Linked DNA regions of Gossypium hirsutum: region 1 is linked to region 2. A link is a contact called in public Hi-C data. All regions are on one chromosome and are shown on one strand. The core of a region is the stretch at or near the end of the contact, and the rest is flanking DNA. Distances in the headings are between cores, read along the strand shown.

Evidence for each region. A called contact is a pair of places that touch in the nucleus more often than the background predicts.
Region 1: a Hi-C map of fibers shows a contact between it and region 2, with 3 times the contacts expected there. The contact joins the enhancer-like site here to the promoter of LOC107951770 in region 2. A contact is called at or near these places in 12 of 34 Hi-C or Micro-C datasets (callus, fibers, hypocotyl and 2 more).

The regions. Positions count from the first base shown.
Region 1 is chrD01:9,112,351-9,118,354 of Gossypium_hirsutum_v2.1, forward strand. No RefSeq gene overlaps it. Among protein-coding and RNA genes, the nearest start is that of LOC107940012, 32 kb to the left of the region's middle. Within about 2 kb of position 3,486, at least 6 of the 9 cell types and tissues checked have an H3K27ac peak or open chromatin away from gene starts, as enhancers often do. A contact at or near this core is called in fibers, where this site is marked.
Region 2 is chrD01:8,993,500-8,998,868 of Gossypium_hirsutum_v2.1, forward strand. LOC107951770 (mRNA cap guanine-N7 methyltransferase 1) reads right to left here and starts at 2,740. Exons shown (of 13, transcript XM_016886906.2): 1 at 2,556-2,740; 2 at 1,862-2,001; 3 at 1,706-1,774; 4 at 1,537-1,608; 5 at 937-1,038; 6 at 624-680; 7 at 181-319. The coding sequence starts at 2,631.

The DNA.
Region 1 (6,004 bases), core at 2,236-4,735, 120 kb after region 2:
CTCGTAATTATTGATAATAAAATTTACGAGCTTATTTTCTGAATTTGGTGATCTCGTACTACTGTTTTCGACATTTTTGAAAACCGAGCTATTACATTTAAGGTTAAAAATAATGAAGAGAAAATGGTTATATTGGGTGTCGAGGTCCAACCACCAAAATTTAATTTAAGTGATTGGGCCTACATGAAATAAATACTCTCTGAATATCATTTGTTGAACTTTGATACTTATGAATATTGAAATCAAGCTAAAGGCATTAATACTAATAGATGAAGAGCAGTAATCAATAATATTTAGTTCGAACTCCGTACCTATAAGCCAGACATTTTCTTGAATTGTACTTCTTCAACACAAAATTTGTAGGAATTTAAAATACATTGATATCGATAAAAAAACATGTAACCCTTAAAAAATACATGGTGAGAAATTAAAAAAAAAGCTCGACAAATGGATGCTTTTATTGACAGTTAAGAAGAACACAAATTTTCTATTGACTTTAAAGGTGAATTTATATTGGTGCCTATATTATTTAATAATTAAAGGAAGAAAATGTTAACTGAATTGATATATGATAACCTAGACAAATCAACTGATGTGACATTTTTTTATTGGTATATTCGTCGATTGAATAGAAAAGATACCATAGTTTGGATGAAATTCTATTGGTAGAGATGAATCAGTGAAAATTGACATTTGATGCTATAAGAACCTAGTCCTTTTTATATTTCTAATTGCGTCATAGGTATGGTTTCATTTCAACTTCTAAAACAGTTTTGTTGGGCTACAATTTTTCAAACTAAAATCTTTATATGTGTACTTTTTGTTGAGTATGACTCTTATTTTAGTCAAATTTGAGAAATAATCTTTTAGTTAACCTCTGTTTATTTGTTTCAATCAAACTCTGATTAGTCTAGATTATTTGATTATTCTTTGACCTATGAATTTAGCCTATAAATAGGCTCTTTTACAACCTTAAAAAATACTCCCATTAGAGATTAGAACTCATAACACATTTAGAGAATTTTGTGTTTACGTTTTGAGGGTTCTTTATTTTCGGGTTTGGTTTGGATAGCAAGGTAGATAGGCAAGCTTCCGTTTTGGTAGCATCAACAAAACGAGACAAAATGTGTCGCTATTATAAAAAGTTAGGTCATGCCAAAGTAGATTGTTATAAACTGCGAAATAAAATAGTTGCTGAGAGTAACGAGGAAGATGTAGCTGGTACTAATTTGGTTGATGAAATCGGTGATGATTTCTTGCTAGTGTCAACGAGTTATAACTCCCAGCTCACGTCCGAGTGGATCCTAGATTCGGGATGTTCTTTCCACATGTGACCCAATAGAGAATGGTTCTTCACATACAGTTCGGTTGAAGGTGGAGTTGTACGCATGAGAAATGATGCATCTAGTAAGGTAATTGGCATTGGTACTGTTAAAATTAGGATACACGATGTGACGATTAGGACACTCTCAGATGTCAGGTATGTACTTGATTTATGAAAGAATCTCATCTCATTGAGTATTTTAGACTTGAAAGGATCCAAAATCAACATCGAGTCGAGCGACATTAAAGTATCTCGTGGAGCTCTCGTTTTGTTAAAAGGTAAAAGAACCGGCAGTCTTTATATTCTAGAAGGTTTTACAGTGACCGGTGAAATCGGATGTCCCTTGTCCGTTATGGAGTCGAATTCAACTTGTTTGGAGGGGAGGCAACTTGGTCATAGGAGGGAAAAAGGTATGACCGTTTCGTTGAAGAGACGTTCTTTTTTGCATGCAGGTTTTGAAAAGTTAGGGCATTGTGTTTGTGAAAATCAGACTCGAGTTAATTTTAATTTCGCAGTGTACAAGTTGAAGGCTAGAAGTCTTCCAGCTTCTAAGCATAGATTCGAATTAATTAATTCTCTGCATAGTTCAAGATAGGCCCGTGGCAGGCTTTGGCAAAGAGGGCATTGTGGAAATATGAGTCAAGGTGGAGATTTGTTGAGTATGACTCCTATTTCAGTCAAATTTGAGAAATAATCTTTCAGTTAAACTCTGTTTATTTGTTTCAATCAAACTCTGAGTAGTCTAGATTATTTTATTATTATTTGACCTATGAATTTAGCCTATAAATAGGCTCTTTTACAACCTTAGAAAATACACCCATTAGAGATTAGAACTCATAACACATTTAGAGAATTTTGTGTTTATGTTTTGAGGGTTCTTTGTTTTCGAGTTTCCGGGGTTTAGTTTTTATCTCCATCTTTTGTACTCTTCGTTCTTTTGTCATTATAGTAAAATTATCTTTGCCCGTGATTTTTTATCCTCTTTGGAGGGGCTTTTCCATATTAAATTTGTGTGTTCAATTTCTCAATTTATTCCGCTATTTTTTTTACTTGTTGCTTAATCGAGTCGTTCCTAACAAAAACAAATTAAATGTTAAACATGTTATATAAGACCCAAAACCTAAATCTCATGCCATAATTTAATAATAAAATAATATAGTCTCTAAATAACAAAGTAGAATATTTTAAATTCTTTTTATTTTATTTTATTTCTTTTAATATTATATTTATTTAAATAATTTAGCTTTAAAATTTTAAAAATACATTTATCAAACAATCTAATAGTATTCCATACTTAATTTAAAAATATATATTAAATAGATTTTATAAATTAAATTAAATACTTAATTAATTAAATGAGTTGTTTTGGGGGACACTAACATTCCATATTGATTACGATGAAGAGCACGGAGTACGAAGGTGGCGATGAGGGTGATTTGGTGAATTGCTCAACAAAGAAAGTACCAATTCGGGGAATAGAGGAAGACTGGGATGTTGTGATGGATACAACACTAGTTGCTGAAAAGTTCCTTTCTTGGAAAGACCAACTGGTAGGTATGGGACTCCGAGCAGATGAGAGAACAACAACTTCGGATGGGTTGGATGGAGCAAAAGAATTCAGACTGTTAAAGGAGGATGTGGAGCGCTCGTTGGTCAATGGTATTCCTTCGATTAATTTTTCAGAACGCGTACACCAAATCCTTATCAAACACATGGAACACATAGTAGTAATCAAACTTTTGGGAAGAAGTATAGGGTACGCTGCACTTTAGAACAAGGTTTTTTTCACTCTGGAAATCACCTCAATCGTTCCGTTTAATAGATGTGGAGCATGATTAATCTTTAGCCAAATTTAAGAACTCGAAGGATTACGAGAGAGTCTTGTGTTATGGTCCTTGAGCCGTGTTTGGGTAGTACTTAACAGTACAGTCATGGACTATGGGTTTTAATCCAGCTCAGCCGTATCTAAGCACGGTTATGGCATGGATCCGACTTCCTACGTTACTGGGCATATGTATAAGCTACAAATCTTACGGGAAATAGGGGGATGATCGAGAAAGTTGCAAAATTTGATTTCAATACGGACAACAGCGTTAGGGGGAGGTTTGCAAGAATAGTAGTGTTCATCAATTTGGATAGGGCTTTGATCACTCAAGTCTTGGTAAAAAGAGTTATTCAGTGGATTGAATATGAATACTTACTGATCGTTTGTTTGTTGTGCGACTACTATGGGCATGTGAAGGAGATCTGCCCTAAGGAAGCAACGGGGCCGGAGGAATTTGGCATAGGCATTACAGGGAATAGGAGAGAACAGAGGCAAATTTCAAAGGAAAATAAAGAAGTCGCAGCGCCAAATCTATGCACCTATAGGCCGTGGATGCTTGCCGAGAGGTGGGGCAGACGCACTTTGAGAATGGAAAGGAAGGACAGTGGTGAGACTTAGGCACAATTGGCGGACAACTCTAGGTTCCAGGTTTTGGAAAACCTAGTTGGGGAAGAAGATTCGCAGGTTCATGTGGTTGGGTCAAAAGTGGACCTAGGCCAAAGCTAGCGGCAAAATGCTGGGTCAAGCTTGGCTACCCAAGCATCGGGCAATCTTTGGATCGCCAGTAAGTTTACGCTAAAGATCGACGAAGCCAAACTAAGACAAGGACATTTGGCTCTAGAAAAAGGCAGGTCAGTGGATGTCACCTGCCATAATAGCCAACCAAGGATAGGGGATTTGTAGGAAATCTAAGCGATTCTGACGGTAGGTGTTCTTGACGCTGCAAAACATTTGGTGGTCATTTTTAAAGAGAACATCCAACATAGAACTGGGGGACCATACAAAGAAGCAGAACCATTACAATAGGACATCTAATAGAATTTTCTTCGGCGCAAGGTAGTGTGAAGGCCAATGGTAGCCGAAAAGGTAAGAAGCTCAAGAAAGTCATTAAGGAAAAAGGTAGCCCTTTTAAGGCTTCTCCCTGAAAACTCCCACTTGTTGAATCAATTAGCAACATGGTCAAGTTACTACAAAGCCAGTTCCAGCGGGGGTTGGTGAACGAAGTTCCCAAAGTGATGGATGAAAAGTCAGGAGAGCAGGTAAGAGCTGGTCAGTAATTGTAAGGACATTTATTCATTTACTGTGCTTTTTAATAATGAACTCTTCACTTTCAATATTTTCTTAGAATTTTCAATAATGCGTGAGTGAGAAGTTTCCTTGCATTTTTAGAGAATATAATATGGAGCATAAGCCATATATTATTAGCTTGTTAAAACCAAAAGTCAGTGGCCACAAAGCTGATGAGATAAATGCAAAATTAAGGCTGCACTACTCCTATCAGGTAGAAGCTTGGGGGTTCTTAGGGGGGATCTGGATTGGTTGGAAAAACTTAGTTAGTCTTGAAATTATCCGAAACCACCCTCAATTCATCCTAGCATGAGTTTCTTTCAGAATTCCCATACAAACAGTCCTAATTGTTTTCGTGTATGGAAGCCCAAATAGAACAAAGAGAATATTGCTATGGGAAGCATTAAAAGAGACTATACCTACCACCATTGTCCCCTAGAATGATAAAAAAAGAATGAGTACTATTAGAAGACGACGTCCTTACTTTGGGGAGCTTGTTGAAGCAAACAACCTACATGATTTGGGATTTTGGAGGCCATCCTTCACATGGCAAAGAGAAGGGGTATTTGAAAGGCTAGACCGAGAATTTAGTAATGCTTCTTGGATTCAAAATTTCCCAAAGTATCTCGAGTACTATATCCGAATTATGGGAATACAATGGGGACATGTCTAAAACTCTGGGAAAGCTTACTGTGGGACTAAAAAAGTGGAACAAAAAAATTTAAGGACATATTAGAGCCTGTAAGCTATAATTAGTGCAGTCCTTAAGTAAGATCCAGCAAAAGATGAAAAATGATGAATTTAGACGCACTAACACAAAAAGAGATGGAGATAAAAGAGAAGTTTTAAGAAGTGCTTAACCATGAAGAGCTACTTTGGAAGCAAAAATCACTATGTGAATGGCTTAAGTTATGGGAAATGAACACAAAGTTTTTTCATAGTAGGGCAATCCACAGACGAAAGGTCAACCACATCAGTGCACCGTAATGCGAGTGGAGATTGGTTATATGATCCAGATGAGATTCAATTAGAAGAAGTATGGTATTTCCAAAAGCTATATGGAGAAAATCCAAACAGGACAAGCGACTTACCCCCTAGCCGCTTTCCCCAACTAGGCCAAAAAGACAGATTTTTTAAGTAAAGAAGTCTCAAACAATGAAATTAAAAAGGCCTTTTTTTTTGTTTGGCTCCTTTAAAAGCCCTAGGAAGTAATTGGTACCATGCTTTCTTCTTCCAAAACCAATGGAACTATATTGGGAGTGCAGTTTGTGATTGGGTCAAGGACGTTTTCAGAGGCAAGCCTATTGATCATGAGTTAAATAATAGACTTATTGTGCTTATACCGGAAAGTCGCTCAACCTGAGGAGATATCTCATTTTAGACCCATTAGTCTCTGCTTAGTTCTTTATAAGTTAGTTATGAAAATTATAGCCAACAGGTTCAAGGTGGTATTCCCAAATATCATTTCACAAAAATAAGTCAGGTTTATTACTGGTCGAAATATTTTTGATAGTATTATCATTACTCAAGAAGTCATCTATTCCATGCGAGGGAAGAATAGGAAGTGG
Region 2 (5,369 bases), core at 1,490-3,989:
CATAAAACTACATGATGTTAGTTACTAGAAAGACTAGCTTTCATCGTTTTAGGGTGTGCTTGGTTGCATTGAAGAATGGAGGGATGGAAGGAGGGAGTAGAAAAGTGAAAGAAAATAACTGAAACTTTCTATGTATTTTTTTAAGGACAAGAACTATTAAAGCAAGTTGCAATAATAAACCTTCTCGAAGCTTTTTGATTATCACATTGGCATCTGGCATTGTTCCGATGAATGTGCCTCCCGGACGAAGTAAAGCTGATACATTAGCCAGCGCCCGACGTGCACGTGCCTCTGTAGACCAGGAATAATGCATTGCAAACTGCAAAATCCAAAAGTGTCGTGTTACAGCCACATTTATGGTTCAGTCATATAAAGAGCTTACATGAGAAAACAGCTAGTTTATAGCATCGGTAGCTCTTCTACATATGTAGAGCTCTATTAAAAATACTGTCAGAATACTAAAGATTAAATAACTCCAGGTCAAACTTCTGAACAATAAGTAATTAAAGACAAGGCGACAAATAGTTAAATAGCAATTTTATCATAGGATAAAAAAAATACACTTAATAGTAGAATTTCCAAATTCCAACTATCGAAGAAAACATCAACAGCACTTCAGTCACCTGGCAACTGCAGATATCAAAAGGAGCATCATTTGCCAAAACTTTATCGAGACGCACCTGAAAATCATCAACTTGCAAAAATCAGAACTATATCCTTCAATACCTGCTAAACCATGTACATCCTTAATAAGTTGGTCCTCAGGTCCAATTGCCCAAATAAATTTTGTTTCACTGTTCAGATAATTTATAACCCTATTCAAATTGACCATGACTAATTATGCCATTGAATGTGATAAGTAATCCAGAGACGCAGAAACTATAAATATGCTGGCTAGTTAGTAATTTTCAAAGTGGCTACTGACAACATCATTACCTCAAAACAATCCCCACATAATAGACGGGCAGGAAAAGTGAACTTTTTGCGACGTTGATGATGGTCTGCATCACCATTATAACGTGTACGACAATCTTCCATCTGTGCATATATAGAGAATGCAAAATCAATATAGCAACTAGTGACATAAATAGGTACCAGAGAAATATTTAGTTTTCCTGCTGCTGTTTTCTAGTCTCTAATTTCCTTTTCAGGTATAGAAAGACATCTAGACTGCAGGCTGTTAGTGCCTTAGAAGCACACAATTTATCCGTGATTTTAAGCTAGAAAACATCTACACTACCATCCACTATTGCACAAGACTCATGTTTCAGAGAGCTGTAATTTAAAAATTATTACATGATATCATAAGTACAACAAATCGTGCAACAAATAGTTCACATGTATCTATAAAAAAATGCACTAATAGGATTGCGGTTACAAATGCTGCTGCTTAAGAAATTAGTGGCTCAGAACAATTATGATTAGTACTGAAGGAGGCCCAGATACCAGATAGGTTGACCACGGCTTAACGGAGCTACTAAATTGGAAAAACGAGTAAACAAATAGGGGGAAACCCCGAGTGTTTTAGCACTTTACCGAGCCTTCAGCTATATCAACACCAACATAATATTCAACTTTTGCTTTATCCCACTTGATGAGATCACCACCCTAAAACACATAAAAGCAAAACATATCACAAGGATAAAAATAAGTTGAATTTGGCAAAAAACAAGTAAGCTAAATACAAATAAGGGTCCTAAAATACCTTGCCACAGGCAAGATCAAGAACGGCATCCCCCTTACGAGCATAAAGCTGAATCAAGACACTTTTAATCTGTCCAATCAAGAAGAAAGTGAATGACAAATGACTCAAAAATATATCCTAAGAGCAGAATGTAGTTCATATGGTTCAACAACATACCCAATTATTCAACTTCTTTAAGTGAATGATTGGACTTGCTTCTCGTTCTTCCAGAGTCTGATTAGTTCTTGCACTATAATGATCAGCTACTTTCCTAGCAAAAATCTTCGTGCTCTCATCCTCCGGAAATTGTGCATCACCTAATACCACAATACAATTTCAGCTTCTATAATAATTTTTTTCTACTGAATTCTGCATTATAAGCTGTAAAGCTAGCAATTAAAAACATTGGAATATTTTTCTTCCCTCTCAAATTAAATCCTACGAACTTTAAAACCTAACTCATTAACCAAAAACAGAAAATACAGTACACAATTAAACTGGATCCTAAGAAACTTCTAAGTATCGGAAACCTGAAGCTTTTTATTCAACACAAATTTGGCAGCTTAGATGCAAACCATTTAATACCGCATTCTTAAAAACTTTCATTTTCACGTAACAATCAAAATTCACCGTTCTTTTTTTTTTTTTTTTTTTGCGTTTTCTGAAATCTTACATAAACTTCAAAACTCATGTCACAAAAAACTGCACTGTAATCAAATAGCCACAAAATAAACTAAAAGAAGAATATTTCATCAATTTTTTAACCATATGGAAACTGCAATTGAATAAAATATGAAAAACCCAAAGTTCATAACATACCTAATCACAAATGTAACCCATGAAAAGAAACAAGTCCTAACAAGAATTTTACCTTGAGGGTTATGTTTGAATCGGGATTGAGGTGGACCTAAAGAGGAAGAGAGAGATTCAGGGTATCCACGCTTCATAGCCAAAATTATGAAATTAAAGGGGAAAAAAAGAGTTATAAATTACTTTTGAGGGTCCTCCAAGAAAAGGATCAAATGGATGATTGATTAGTGTTTTTTTAAAAAAATTTGGGTAAAAAAAAAAGTGGGAAATTGCTTTGTTGGAGGGTTCGGTTTTTGTCAGTGGGCTTGTTATTGGATCAAAGGTAAAACAGATGGCAGACCTCAAACTGGATTTTAAATTTCATCGGTTTTCTTTTTCAATAAAAATTAAAAATATATACGAAAAAGTAAAAAAAATCAATTAATAAAAATATATTGATGATTGATAAGCTGAAAATAAAAAGAAATTAAAAAAAAAAGTTATAAACACGTTTGGGTGAGAAGAACTTTTAAAAAGGAAATTATATATGAAAATTAAAATTTTAAAATAAATAATGGTAAAATATGAAAATTAAAATTTTAGGCTTTTAGTTCCTAAACCATATTATTTTTTTCTATTTTAAGTTATCTTCCGTTAAGATGATTAAGTCTTAGTTCGATTTGCATCGATATTATTACTAGTGTAGGAGAATGTAGGTTCGAGTGCGCTAAAACGCATTTCAAATATTTTCAAATTATTCAATTTAGTGCCTAAAACTAGGACAAGCATAACTTTCAATTTAAGACTTCAAATTAAAATATGATTTCACCAAAACTCATTAGGGACCCTTTATTTTTTATTCCTACCAACATTTCACAATAGTTTTGCATTTAATTTGATTTGGTCCCTAATGTACTAAACTAACCATTAGCTTTACAATCTAATCTTTTTCTTAAACTAAGTTTAATTTCTAACACTTTGACACCAATTTCATTCAATTCTCAACAATGACAACTTCCAAAAATTTTAACAGTTTTACAAATTAGTACATGGACTAACTAAATCAAAGCTCCCATAATCTCAAATCCATAAAAAACAATGAGAAATGGTTGGGGACTTACCTAAAAATGGTGGTCGAATGTATAAAGCTTTCAAAACCTTTCTCCCATGGCTTTTAGGGTGAACAGTGGTGAAAAGAGGAAGAAGATGATGTTTTATAATCTTTTTCCATTATCTTAAGTATATAGTTAGTTTATTTTTAATTTAATTTAATTAATTAACTTAATCATAACCAATTAATCACTAATCATTAATTACTTTAATCTAATGGTAATTAACATCACATCCCACCATCATCCATTTAAAATTCGTCTATTAGTCATTTTAATCCTTTAAATAATTTCTATTTAAGTCCCCAAACCTTAATCTAATTAAAAATCTATAAAGATTAAACTTTTACTATTTAGCACCTAAGCCATAATTACTCACAATTTTGGCAAAATCGCTTAACCAAATTTCAATTCATCTATACCCTAACTCTGTAAATATTTTTATTTAATATTTACGATCTCTGTTTACGAAAATGGAGTTCCATAACGATATTTTTTGACACCATTGGAAATCGAATAGTTACACATTAATGAAAATTTATTTAAAAATACAATAAATATGTGAATTGTAAATTAAATATCATCATCGAGTTACAATTTATTTAAATATTTAATAATTATTATGAAGAATTACTATAAATGTAAAAAATTGTAAAGACAAATAAGTAGAGAATTAATGTAAAATTTAATGGTTGTTTTAAATAGTTGTTTGCTCCACATCTTGTCCAGTACTAAGTGGTCCAATTTGAAAAAATATGTTGTAAATTTATAATAATAAAAATCAATAAATGTTTGAGGAAAGTGGTCAAAGTAAGTGACATAAAATATAAATATTGCTCACTAAAACTATACCCATGATCACTTTAAAATAGAATTTGTCCTATTTTGGTCATTCTAATTTTTTTTTCTCTTAATTTAGTTACTCTAATTAAAATAATTGTCCAAATTAGTCACTACAGTTAGAAATTCGTTAATCCACTAATGGATTGCTGACATGGCATATTAACTCATTAAATTATTAACATGTGGCACTTTTTAAAACTTTTTTTATTAAAGCTACAAACCTCTCAATAATTAGCTCAAAACTTCTTTTTTTTTTTGTTCTTTCTCTTCTCTTGCTTTTGTTTCTTTTTCTTGATGCGGTGGGTCCAGTGTAGAGCTGCTCATGGGCTGGGTCGGGTTCGGGCCGAGCCCAGAAAAAATTTCGGCCCGGCCCTGGCCCGGGAAAAAAAATCACAAGCCCGGCCCGGCCCGGCCCGTTTTTTAAATAAATACCAAAAATTTATTTTTAAAATTAAAAAAAATTATTTTGAAAATATTTTAAAATAAAAAAAAATTAAAAATGTATTTTAAAAATATTTTAAAAATATTTTAAAATTAAAAAAAATTTAAAAAAAGTATTTTAAAAGTATTTTAAAATTTAAAAAATAAAAAAATTTATTATATTCGGGCCGGGCCCGGGCCAAAAAAGTGGTGCCCGAGGCCCGGCCCGTTTTTTAATCGAGCCTCATTTTTTGCCCAAGCCCATATTTCGAGCCTATATTTTTACCCAAACCCTCCCATATTTTGGGCAGGCCGTCGGGCCGGGCCGGGCCGCCCGGCCCATGAGCACCTCTAGTCCAGTGGCGTAGTAGGTGGAAATATTAGTAGGTTTGATGAACGATTTTTAAGTTGGAATCGAGTGGGAGAGACGATGACTCCCAACATCATGAGAACAAAGTAAAGCACGGGGATATGAGAGCAAAAAAATGTTTTGAGCTAATTACTAGCTTTAGTCAAAACTAAAA